Linked DNA regions of Gossypium arboreum: region 2 is linked to region 1. Evidence: chromatin contacts called from public Hi-C data. All regions are on one chromosome and are shown on one strand. Each heading gives the region's core, a stretch centred on a gene start, on an enhancer-like site or on the middle of the called end of the contact. The rest is flanking DNA. Distances are from core to core; before and after follow the strand shown.

Region 1 (5,891 bases), core at 1,126-3,625:
GCTGATTTTTTTGTTTTTCTTTGCAATTTCTGGTCGTCTAATTTACCTGCAAATGTTTTCAGTGATGCTTTTAGCCTGCATTGTTCTATGATTTCAGATCATGACATTTTTATCCAATGCAAATGCAAGTCTTCAGGCCAACATTGCTTAGTTATGTAATTATATTTGATTAGATTTTAATATCCGATTATAACATTACCTGCAAAGAGAGTTTTGTGATTTATTGGCATGTAAGTACGAGAAGTATTGGAATTACTTTTATTTGTTTCAAAATCATACCAAATTAAAACCTGAATATATTTGCCTGTTGAATTACCTACTTTATCATATCAAGTTGATTTTTTTTTTCTGGAATACATATGGTTTTATGCTGAAGAAGTTTCCTCTTGAAGGGAAAATTGGAAAAGGATCAGACCATCATTAACACACATGTAGACATGTAATGTTACCATTAGGTTCTAGTTTTTGAAATGTGATTGTTGATCTAGGGAAACGAATTTGTATATTTTCATGCATCATGTAGGTTGCTCGGTGTCATGGTCCTAAGAGGAGCAATGAATCCCATATCGATGTACTAGGGTTGGTCTTGAGATATGTGTGTTCATGCTACTTTCAACCTGTAAGGTGCCTTTTGTGGACAAAATTGTAAGGCCCAATGGGCCGAAGCAAACATTACCTTGCAAGTTGTGTGGGGGAGGATGTCATGGTTCTAGAGAGAAACCATGAATTTTGCATCCGCTGTATATTAGATTTGGTCTTGCAATATAAGTGTTTACACCACCTTCTTGAAGCCTTTTTTTAGGCAAAACCGTGAGGCCTAATGGATCGAATTGGACAATACCTTGCAGGTTGGTGTGGACTGTGACAACATGTTATATTCTGTAACTTGAAAGTACGAAATAACCTTGTTTTTGTGTGTTTTTGTATTTAGTTGGTTGGAAAGCTAGTTTGATAAGAACAAAATAACAAAGCTATATACTGGTACTTAGTAGTTTCAATTCACATATTGCAGGCCTCTTCTTTACATACCTAGGCTTATACCTGATGAACGGGAACGGTCAGCCAGCACTCCTCTATCTCGTTCCTTGTACACTAGGTAACGAAAGTTTACGATTCCACCCCAGCAGGCTACTTCTTGTAGCTTGCTTGTCTGAAAGGATGTTATATCCGTTCTTGTTTTAAACTCTTTTCTTTCCTTTCCCTTTCTCTTTCATGATTTGTTTCTTTTTCTTTTTCAGGAGTTACAGTTGTATTAGCTGCAATAAGAGGAGATTTGAAAGCGCTCTGGGGTTACAGCAGCAAGTCATCTGCCATGATAAATCCCACTGCAGAAGTTTGAAACCTGTAATTTTCTTCAAAGTGGCAATCCTGATCATCCAAAACTAACTAATGGTTTAAAAAGATGGTTACGGTGCTATCTATACAAGGAGTACAGGGTCGACGAAAAGTCACGGCTTAAGTTTTTTAAGGTCAACTTGCCATTCTAATTTACATTCCTGTCTCTTGTATTGTATATGTAGTGATGATCACATTGCTGCTAATGTTGTAATATTCTGGAATTTATAATGATTGTCATATTTTGTTTCAGCAAAAATTGTGGGCAGACAGATGTTACTTACATAACTTCCACTTTAAGGTAATTTGCCTACTTTTTTATTTTTTATTTTTTATTTTATTTTGTCAATTTATATTTAACTTATGCCATTGCCGACATGGAGTGGCATGTTGTACAAAGTTGTGATAAGAGAAGACTATAATTATATATATAAATATATTCATTTATGTTCCTTCGATTATGACGAGTATAAATTCAATTAGAGTTTATTTATTTAGAAAATGGGTGAACCAAACATAAATGTCTAAGAAATATAGTAAAAATCCAAGACGAAACTACAAGGATGCTAGTAATTTCGTTTAAAGAAATAGTAGATTAGAAAAGGCAGAATGAGAGAAAAGGGGAAGGTGAGGCCAATGGAACAAGTGGCAATGGCAATGCCTATTGAAGGTTCCAACACTGCATTAGAGCCTGCCCTGGAAGAAACAACCATGGCTGCCATTGTGAAAACAGTTAAGCCATCCGTCACTAGAATGCATTTTAGAACCAAGGAAAATGAAGACGCTGAGAAAGTGAAGGAAAATGGCTAGGAGTGAGGATACAAATGCCATCGCATTTGTCATAACGAAGGTTTTAAAGGCGGAGTTGTGACTCAATATTGCAGTGCCCTCAACGACAGTGCCCTTATCATCAGCCTTGTATACACCAGGTACGGCAATGGCAGCAGTGAATGCGACGGTTGCTACAAGCGCTGCCATCAACAAATGGGTTTCTCTCAATTTATCTACTACTTCCTTCAAGGTCGAGGGATTATTATCCTTCCCCATATTCTAACGGAAGGATTTGTGAGGTCGGATCCCTTCCACGCCTGCATTATTCCCTATTTCTTTCAATATTTCGCGCATCTGTTTCTGCAATATCAAATTATATGGAATAAAATATTTATATCAGTGACACTCTTTAAACACCACGGTAAAAACGAAACCAATTAAAAGGTTTTAATTTTCTTTTCAAGTATTTTCCATTTTGTCTGTATATATTCAGTAGACCCATTCACCTACTTATTTTCTTAATTGGGATCCGAATCGGCCATTGATTTTTCGAACCCTTTAAGTTCAAGGGAAGTTAACACATTAGACGAAGCAGCAGAGGGTCCAGAATGCAAAAACATGGAAAAGACATCCAACGGCGTGTTCCCATTGACATCCTTTTCATAGAAAAGATTCTGAATTGTGCTTCTGTGTCACATCGCTGCCCTGTAAAAGCGTACGAAATTCTCTCTTTCAAAGCCACCGCGGCATAGTGAAGGAAATTCCAGCCTCTTTCGTCCACGATTTCGCAGCTTGCGGGACAATGGGAGATTATGTGTTGCATGATGTTTGCGTTGCCTACCCAAGCTGCCATGTGAAGCTCCGTCATCTCTCTCTTTATCCCTTACGTAAGCTGCCGATGCATTCATTTCCAACAACTGTTCTACAGCTGAATAGCTGCCGAAATGCGCGGCGTAGTGAAACGGAGTCCGCCCTTTCTTGTCTGTTGCCGTTGTTAATTACTTTTTTGCTTTTACTAATCTTTCAATTGTTCCTATACCAAATTTTATATTGATACTTCAGTGTGTCTAATGCAAATGCTTTAAAAGAAACTCGATATTTTAGCTTACTTTTATTATCCCCGCCGCCTATGGCTGCATGCAAAGTGGTTATCTTCAGGGCCTCCATAATCTACAGATTTTCAATGATCCAATATCTCAGCCACCGCACCATAACTTGTCATGGCAGCTATGTAGAGTGGAGTCTCACCGCTTTTATTAGCAGACAATGAAAACTCAGGATCCAATTCCAATTCCTACACCAGCAGTCGCACCACATCAATGTCATCCAGAGGACATTCAACAGCCATATGGAAAGCAGTATTGTCCGCCTTATCCTTCATTCTCAGCATCGTCCTCCAACAGCTACCACTTGCTTCCGAATTCTCCAGGTCTTCATGTAGTTGTGGCATTACTTTGCCGCGTTCAATAAGGAATTTGACATTTTTGTAATGACCATGTCGAGCTGCAATATGCAATGGGATTTCTCCTGTTATCATTGGGTTCAAGCAACAGTGATGGGCACTTGTCCACCAGTTGTTCCGCGAAATGAAGGGAGAACTCTCCTTTGGGTTCCCAGTCCCGGTAACACAGGAACCTTATATAAGTTTTAAGTACTAGTTTGCATCCTACGGTTTATAGAGTAGATATGGAGAGCTGTGTTGCGCCTTCCGTCGAGCAGACAATGAAGATCGCCATGGTACTGTTAAAAAGTTCCATGTCACCATCTTCAGCGGCTTTTAATAAATCACAGTCCATAAAGGTGATAGCCTCTACTAGTGGCTGAGGCTGTTGAGAGGGAATAATTATGCATGAATCTTGCGCCATCATTGTACATTTAAAACTCTCTAACTATCCTGTAAGCCAAGGCAGGCACACCAATGTTTTTCTCAGGTAAACCATGGAATCCTCTTGCTTTTTTATACCTCTTCCTTCACTGCTATTTTTCCGATCACCTTTCTGTAAATTGCACTGTACAACTATTTGCCTGTAATATTTATCATTTTGTGGTTGGCTGAATAAGCCTTCGAGATGCTCCAATTAAACTAATAGGTTTAAGAGAAAAGCTGATGCATTAAGTGGAAACTTTGACAGAATTCTTTTATTATTATGTATCTCCTATCAGCTTTTAACTGTATATGGATATAAACCCAATCCATAAGTAGAATTTGATAAATGTGCTAGGAATTATATGAATCTCTGTAATTATTTTATATCTTCATTTAATAGTGGTCGTCTCGTTCTGTTGGTGTTATGAACAGAGTGCAAACAAGTTCAGCTTTGACTTGAGCAGCAAGACTCGAGACTTGAAGAAGAAACAAAAACAGAATTCAAGAACAGAATTGAAAGAAAAGGAAATAGTTGGAGTATATGGATGAAATCTGATAGATTTTCATTAAAAAACAAAGGCATTATGCCGTTACATACACCAGACAAGCTGGTCAATACAAACAAGTTTTCACCTAAACAACTACCTAACACCACTAAATTACATTGAAACTTGCTAAATTAACTTGTACATGTTGCTTTGCTGAATTTTCAGTCAATCAACACTTATTTACATCAAGAAAGAGTTACCAACTAAGTTCAATTCTAACTTAATTACAAAAATATGACTTGAAGTAACAAAACAAGTTCAAATTGGATAGCAACATTGAACTTCAGTTGCTGCATGCATGGCTCGAGTGCATGTGCTGCTCCTTGGCTGTGCTTCTTGGCTGTATGTGCTGCATGGAGACCAACTCCAACACTCCTCCTTGATTTCTGTAACACCCCCTACTCGTGTCTGACGCTGGGACCGGATACGAGGCATTACCGGACTTAAACATGTACACAAACGAAAATCGGCCCTAAAATTTCATTTAATTCAAAACTGTTCAGACACATGCATAACATCCCTTGTTTGGGTCTACGAAGCCCAAAACATACTTTGAAACGGTTTTGGGACTAAATCGAGAACTTACGAAAACCTGATAAATTTCATGCAACAACAAGTCTTTCATTTTAAACATATTTCACTTTAACCAATATTCATGACTATCAACCTCAACACAAGATATTAGCACATACATGAGTTCAATAACATTCAATATCATCTATTTTAATACCAACGTATCATTTTCCTACCATCATGTATGTAATGTACATTCTTACATTAACTAGAACTAGATATGCCAAATCTTATTCTCGTTTAATACCATCTTACTGTGGTTACCAATTTGTCCATTAAACATTCATGTTCAAAGCATTATTACTTATTTCCATTTAATTCATGATCCATAGGTATGCATTCAACTTACCTAATGTATCACCAATCATGCACAACAAACAAAGCTAACTACCTCATCACACCAGAAACATAGAACATGACATGATTAATTAAGCTTACAAACCATAGTGAATATGGGCCACATCCCATGGTCATATACGATAACTCAATGTAGATCAATAGGTTAGGCCAAATCATAATAATAATAATACATGTCATAAAACTAGCTTCCTATACATGCCACTTACTTGATATTTCTAATATTTGAATTAATTCTCCCAAAAGTGATAGCTTGATAGTGTGATTCTGCCTCCGACGATCTCCAACCCCGAACTGACCTGCCAATACTAAAGAAATGGAGAGGAGGGGTAAGCTTTACGCTTAGTAAGTCCATATGAAATTAATAAGCAATTACTAACATGCTTTTCAAGATAAAACACTATAATTGTACAATTACACATGTTTAGGTTAAGCTATTT
Region 2 (5,891 bases), core at 1,834-4,333, 110 kb after region 1:
GAATACTAAACGGATACACGGAAGGTCTTTGCACACAAGTGCCACATATGTAGTAAAAGCTAACTCATATTTCATATTACATAAAGGCTCGCTCTCGAGCTAATCATGGGTCTGCTCACGCAAGCTGACGGTCAAGACGTAGCTACATGGGATGCTCATACAAGCTGTCAGGTATCCACAACACATGCTGGACTATCTAGCCACTAGTAGAACGTACATGACCAGCACCTGGATCACATAATCATATATATCACATGGGGTCCTAGTGACATGTCACTTGTATCCTATTCTATTCATAAGGTTCAAACAGGATTTTCTCTCTCTTATTGGAATTTGTCGAATGTGTTCATCGAATCAATCATAAAATTCATACAATATTAATGCAATAAAAATATGATCATAATATTGTATTGTTTACATATAAACTTACCTCGGTACAAAATATAGCTAACTAATTCAATTTAGTCTACAACCTTGTTCATTCCCCGGTCTAGGTCCAAACTCCGTTTTTCTTGATCTATAATAGAAAATTTAGCTCATTTAATTATCATATTGTTCAAATCAGTCCAAAAAACATACTTTGGAAAATTTTCAATTTTGCCCTAAACTTTCACATATTTACTATTTAGTCCTTAGACTCGTAAAATGAAATGCATTCAATTTCTTTGTTACTCAAGCCTAGCCGACCCACATATATGCTTAAATCAGCCCACATGTTTCATCAAATCAGATTTTTACTACCCATTTTACAACTTTTACAAATAGGTCATTTTTAGGTGTTTTCATGAGAAATCACTTAGTAAAAGTTGTTTATCACACATCAACCTTTCATAATCTACCATGAAACATCAAAATTCATGCATGTCACACATGGTTCAAACCCTAGACATCAACCCTAGCTCAAATAAATGGTAGAAATGGCTAGATCGATAGAAAACAACTTTAAAAATGTAAAGAACATTAAAAATGGGGCTAGGATGTACTTACTATCAAGCTTGAAAGTGACAAAACCCTAGCTATGGAGTCCCTTATGAAATTTAGCCAAGGGTTGAAGAAGATGGACAAATTTTGGCTTTGTTTTCCCTTTTTATTCTTTTATTTACCAAATGACCAAAATGCCCTTTTTACTAAACTTTAAAATTTTACCTATTCATGTCTTTTTTTGTCCATAAAAATAGAAATTGGTCAAATTACTATTTATGGATCTCTAGTTAATAATCCATAGCTATTTCATGCTTAAAGCTTCTAGAATCACATATTTTGCAACTTTTGCAGTTTAGTCCTAAAAATCAAATTGGACACTTTATCAACAAAATTTCTTAATGAAACTTTCATACAATCATGCAATATATATCATAGCCCCCAACACATTCATAAAATAATTATTTCTACTTCAGATTTGTGGTCTCGAAACCATTATCCCGACTAGGCCCAAAATTAGGATGTTACACAGACACAGATCCTAAATGTGCTAGAGCCTCGTCTACACTACAAAAGCTTCCTTACCAAACATAAATAGTTCTTTATGGCCAAAGAGTAAGAAATGTTAAATCCAAATGAAAAAGGAAAAATTTGAAAGGTTGAATACTAAAATTGTGAATGCTTTCTAACATTCCATTGCTTATTGTGAAAGAAGAATTATAAAAAATTGTAGATTTGAACTCGAATTATGCAACGAACACGAACGAAAACTGAGAAAATTGGACACAAATATTTATGTGGAAAACCCCTCCGAAGAGGATAAAAAACCACGGGTAAGGAAAACTTCACTAAAACCAGCAAAAATCGAAAGGGGAGTACAAGATGAAGAAAAAAATAAACCTTGAACTCGAAATACAAAAATTTCCTGAAATTCTCACAAACTCTCTTAATTTTGTTGTTGTTATTCTAAACTATCTAGGGTTGCTAAAAAGGCTATTTATAGGCTGAATTTCTTGTACAAATATGACTAAAACATCCCTAGAATAATTAGAGTTAGACTGGGAAAATACAATAGAGTTTAACTAAGAGAAGAAACCCGATTTAAGTAAGGAGCACGTCGTACATTGTGTTCAGCTCATCGGGACGCCAGGCATCACATCGTCGGGACGATGAGTTCTTCTCGTCAGGAGGCGGTGTGGCGTGTCATTGTCGGCTCTTTCTCATCACTATCGTCACAACATCAGCTTTATTTTATTCGAAATACGAGGCACACTTCACAAAAATTAGTTGCTAAAATATTTTGTGAGTTGTCATTGTAAAGTTGTTTTTTTACCATAAAAATTATATAAAAATTATATTGTCCATATAATTTCTAACATAATTTTAAATTTTGGTATGAAAGCTCTGCGAGCAAATACTTAAATCAATATAAGCTTTTGTTGTAACACTAAAATTGAACATAATTTAAATCTCATCATTTGTAATTTATTATTGGTTTTATTTTAAAATATACGGAGAAAAGTATTATTGTAAGAATATAACTTATTTCAGTTATGTAAGAATAGTTTACTAATTTTCTTAATTAAATTAATATTCGTGGATTCGTGACACTAACTTAATCAATAGTTTAAATAATAATATAAATGTTTATTTTTCATTTTAGTAAAATACAAATATTAAATTCTAATTAATGAAAGTAAAAAAAATTCTTAGCGGTCATAAAATTTTCATAATCTAGAAGGATGGAGCATGGAATTAGACCACACGTTTTGAATATTTTGTGAAGATTAATTACATTGGGTTTATTATTTAGGGTGAAAATTTGACAAATTTTTACATTGAAGTTTGATTTTTTTCAAGAACTTGGAAATTGTTCACACAATAAAGTCATGAAATTTTTTTGGTTCAAATTAATATTTATAATTGATAATTATTCTCGTATTGATATTTTAAATTTTTATTAACTAAGTTAACATTTATTTTTCTTTAAAAAGTTAGACTAAAAAAGGGTTTAGGTGTTAACGTGGGAATAATTTCCAAATACATGGATTAACTTAAATAAAAAACCTTCAGTCCAAATGTGAAAACAATTATTAAGTTACAGAACTAAATAGTGAATTAACCCATTATAATTTGTAGTCCTTCACTTTCAGTTCATATTTAACAGGTAAAAGGTGCTCAACGCCAATTGTACTTCCTCGGCGGGAAAGCGATATTTTTGGGGCCAAAATATATATCCATATATAAAAAAAGAAAGCCACAGCTCACCTCTCCCTCCAAATTCCCCCAAATCCCCATTTAAAACCCTAAACTCTGGTTTTTGTTTCCTTTCTCTCCTCCCCATAACCCCACATTTCCACGCCCCAACAGTTCCTCCCATCGATGGCATTTCCCGAAAAAGGAGATGAGGAAGACGCCGACACTCCGATTCGCTACGTTTCCTTGGACCGTGTCTACTCCTCCGCTTCTCTTTGCGTAAGCGCCACTAACTCATCCAACGTCATGTCCAAGAAGGTCAAAGCTCGTAAACTCATCGTCGACAACGATCACCCCCTCAAAACCCACAATCCCCCGGTCGTGCATGTCTACTCTCGCCGCCTTAAAAGGCCTCGCCAATGCGTCTCTTTCTACGACTCCTTGCTCGAAGGAGAGAGCCAAAAAACAGCCATCAAAAGTGAAATTGATGAGAGTTTGAGGAAAAAGAGGAGGATTGGGAGTAATGAGTTAGCCAATTTAGGGATTGATTCGAGTGTTTTGTGTCAGTCGGATCGCCCGCGTTTGAGGGATTGTAGAAATAATTGTAGTGTGAATAATAATGTGAATAGTAATTCTATTAAGAAAAGGAAGCATAATTCTACTCTGAACTCTCAGCGGGGTTTCACTGCTTCTGCTACTGCTAAGAAATGGGTCAGGTCAGTTTTTCTTTGTTCTTATTTTTTTCAAAATCAAGTATTTGCTACTGACTCTTGTTCCCTTATGCGAGACAAAAAATTCGATTTGGGTGCAATGCGAACACACACACATGCATGATTTAATGTGATATGAGACTATTGATTTGGAATTGTCGTTGCTGCTATACAATATATATGGTTTTTTTTTTTTGCTTTATTTATAAGCAATCATGATTTTGCTTTCTGACATTTTTTTTTGGAGTGGAAACCAAAGTAGCTAAAGCAATAGCTAAAAGTCAATAGTAAATTGGGTTTAGATGGCTGCAAGCTTGATGCAAAAGGCATTTGTTTGAGTTTTTCCTCCTTTCTCGTTTCTAAATACAGATTATATATTTGCTTATATTAACCGGAAAAGTTGTAACTTGAATAGGTTGAGTTTTGATGGTGTTGATCCAAAAGCATTCATTGGATTGCAATGCAAGGCAAGCATTTTGATGCCTCTTTGAAGTTGCAACTTTTAGACATTTCATTTACATACGTCTTGACATAAATTTTTATGGATTACAGGTTTTTTGGCCTTTGGATGCTGATTGGTACTTGGGTCGAGTTGTTGGGTACAATTTGGAGACTAATAGACATCATGTATGCCTGTCATATTATTTTTAGCATTTTCACTCTATATGATATAGAATTTATTTTGGCATTTAATGGTGTAAAAGATACTTTATTTCATGGACCAGTTTGTTCATTATTTGACAAATTCAAATGCAGGTTGAATATGTTGATGGAGATGAGGAGGATTTGATTCTTTCTAACGAGAGACTGAAGTTTCATGTTTCTCATGAAGAGATGGAGCGCTTGAACTTGAGTTTCAGTGTTGATAGTACAAAAGATGATGACCATGATTATGATGAGATGGTTGCATTGGCTGCCAGTCGAGATGACTGTCAAGAACTTGAACCTGGGGATATTATATGGGCAAAACTTACTGGTTTGTGCTAAATCCATCTGATTCATATTATGTTAATCAGACATAGTTACAAGTTACTATAGAAGGTGTTTTAATGTCATGACATGAAATGTTAAGGATTGTCCACTTGTCATTGATTATTGGCTATGATATGTTTTGGGGTAATTTGTTTGAGGTGAACCTGGTAGTTGGGACATATTTGTGAGGACTACTTCATTCATAGTCTCCAATGGTCATATGCTTTAGTTTTTTGTAGCAGTTCATTTTTTCTGTATCTATGAATTCTATCATTTTTTGTTGTAGCGTTTGCATACGTCAGCCAAGTAATGCATATTGATTTTTTCTATACGGTTTTGCAATTTTCTTCAGATTTTGAGAACAGGTCTTTGTATATCTCTGGGTTCTGGTGCTATAAATATATCTTAATGTTTTTAGTAATGAGTTAAATTCCTTTTGAGTCAATACCAATTTGTCTGTATATTTTTCATAAGCTTATCTTTTAAGCTTTTAGTGCAGGTCACGCAATGTGGCCAGCAATTGTGGTAGATGAATCACTTCTTGGTGACCGTAAAGGTTTGAGCAAGATTTCTGGTGGAAGATCAGTTCCAGTGCAATTTTTTGGCACCCATGATTTTGCAAGGTTTATACGTATTTTAATCTTGCGAGACATATAAGGTTCTTGTTTTACATGGATGCTAGACTTATATCTCTTGATAGCTGATTTCCTCAGTTCCTTTTGTAATTGTCAGAATCAAATTGAAACAGGTGGTCTCATTTCTTAAGGGACTTCTTTCATCATTCCATCGAAAGTGCAAGAAACCTCGTTTTTCTAGGGGCTTGGAGGAAGCCAGACTGTAAGTTATTTTTATTTGGTAGGAAGTTCATTAGTTCAAGTTATGAAAAAGAATGTAGTAAACAATTATCTTTTCTTCAAATATATATGCTGTTCTGGTTCCAATGAGATTAACATGTCTTTAGCAACTGTTTCCACTGTCTGCTCACACCTTTTCCATTTGTAAAGCATAGCCTAGGCTAACATTGTGAATGAATTGAAAATGATGCTCATCTAAGCTAATTGCATAAGCCTCCTAATCATATTTGCTCCAGTT

The links. Hi-C and Micro-C count contacts between places; a contact is called where the count stands out from the background.
Region 2: a Hi-C map of leaf shows a contact between it and region 1, with 2.6 times the contacts expected there. The contact joins the promoter of LOC108489447 here to the enhancer-like site in region 1. A contact is called at or near these places in 2 of 5 Hi-C or Micro-C datasets (both in leaf).

What each region holds. Positions count from the first base shown.
Region 1 is chr10:39,296,761-39,302,651 of ASM2569848v2, forward strand. It overlaps LOC108489604 (signal peptide peptidase-like 5), which reads left to right. Exons shown (of 14, transcript XM_017794264.2): 13 at 1,013-1,096; 14 at 1,239-1,793. The coding sequence ends at 1,339. Among protein-coding and RNA genes, the nearest start is that of LOC108489604, 15 kb to the left of the region's middle. Within about 2 kb of position 2,376, at least 2 of the 2 cell types and tissues checked have an H3K27ac peak or open chromatin away from gene starts, as enhancers often do. A contact at or near this core is called in leaf, where this site is marked.
Region 2 is chr10:39,407,677-39,413,567 of ASM2569848v2, forward strand. It overlaps LOC108489447 (histone-lysine N-methyltransferase ATX2-like), which reads left to right and starts at 3,084. Exons shown (of 25, transcript XM_017794001.2): 1 at 3,084-3,833; 2 at 4,243-4,294; 3 at 4,380-4,454; 4 at 4,584-4,803; 5 at 5,299-5,422; 6 at 5,532-5,636. The coding sequence starts at 3,304.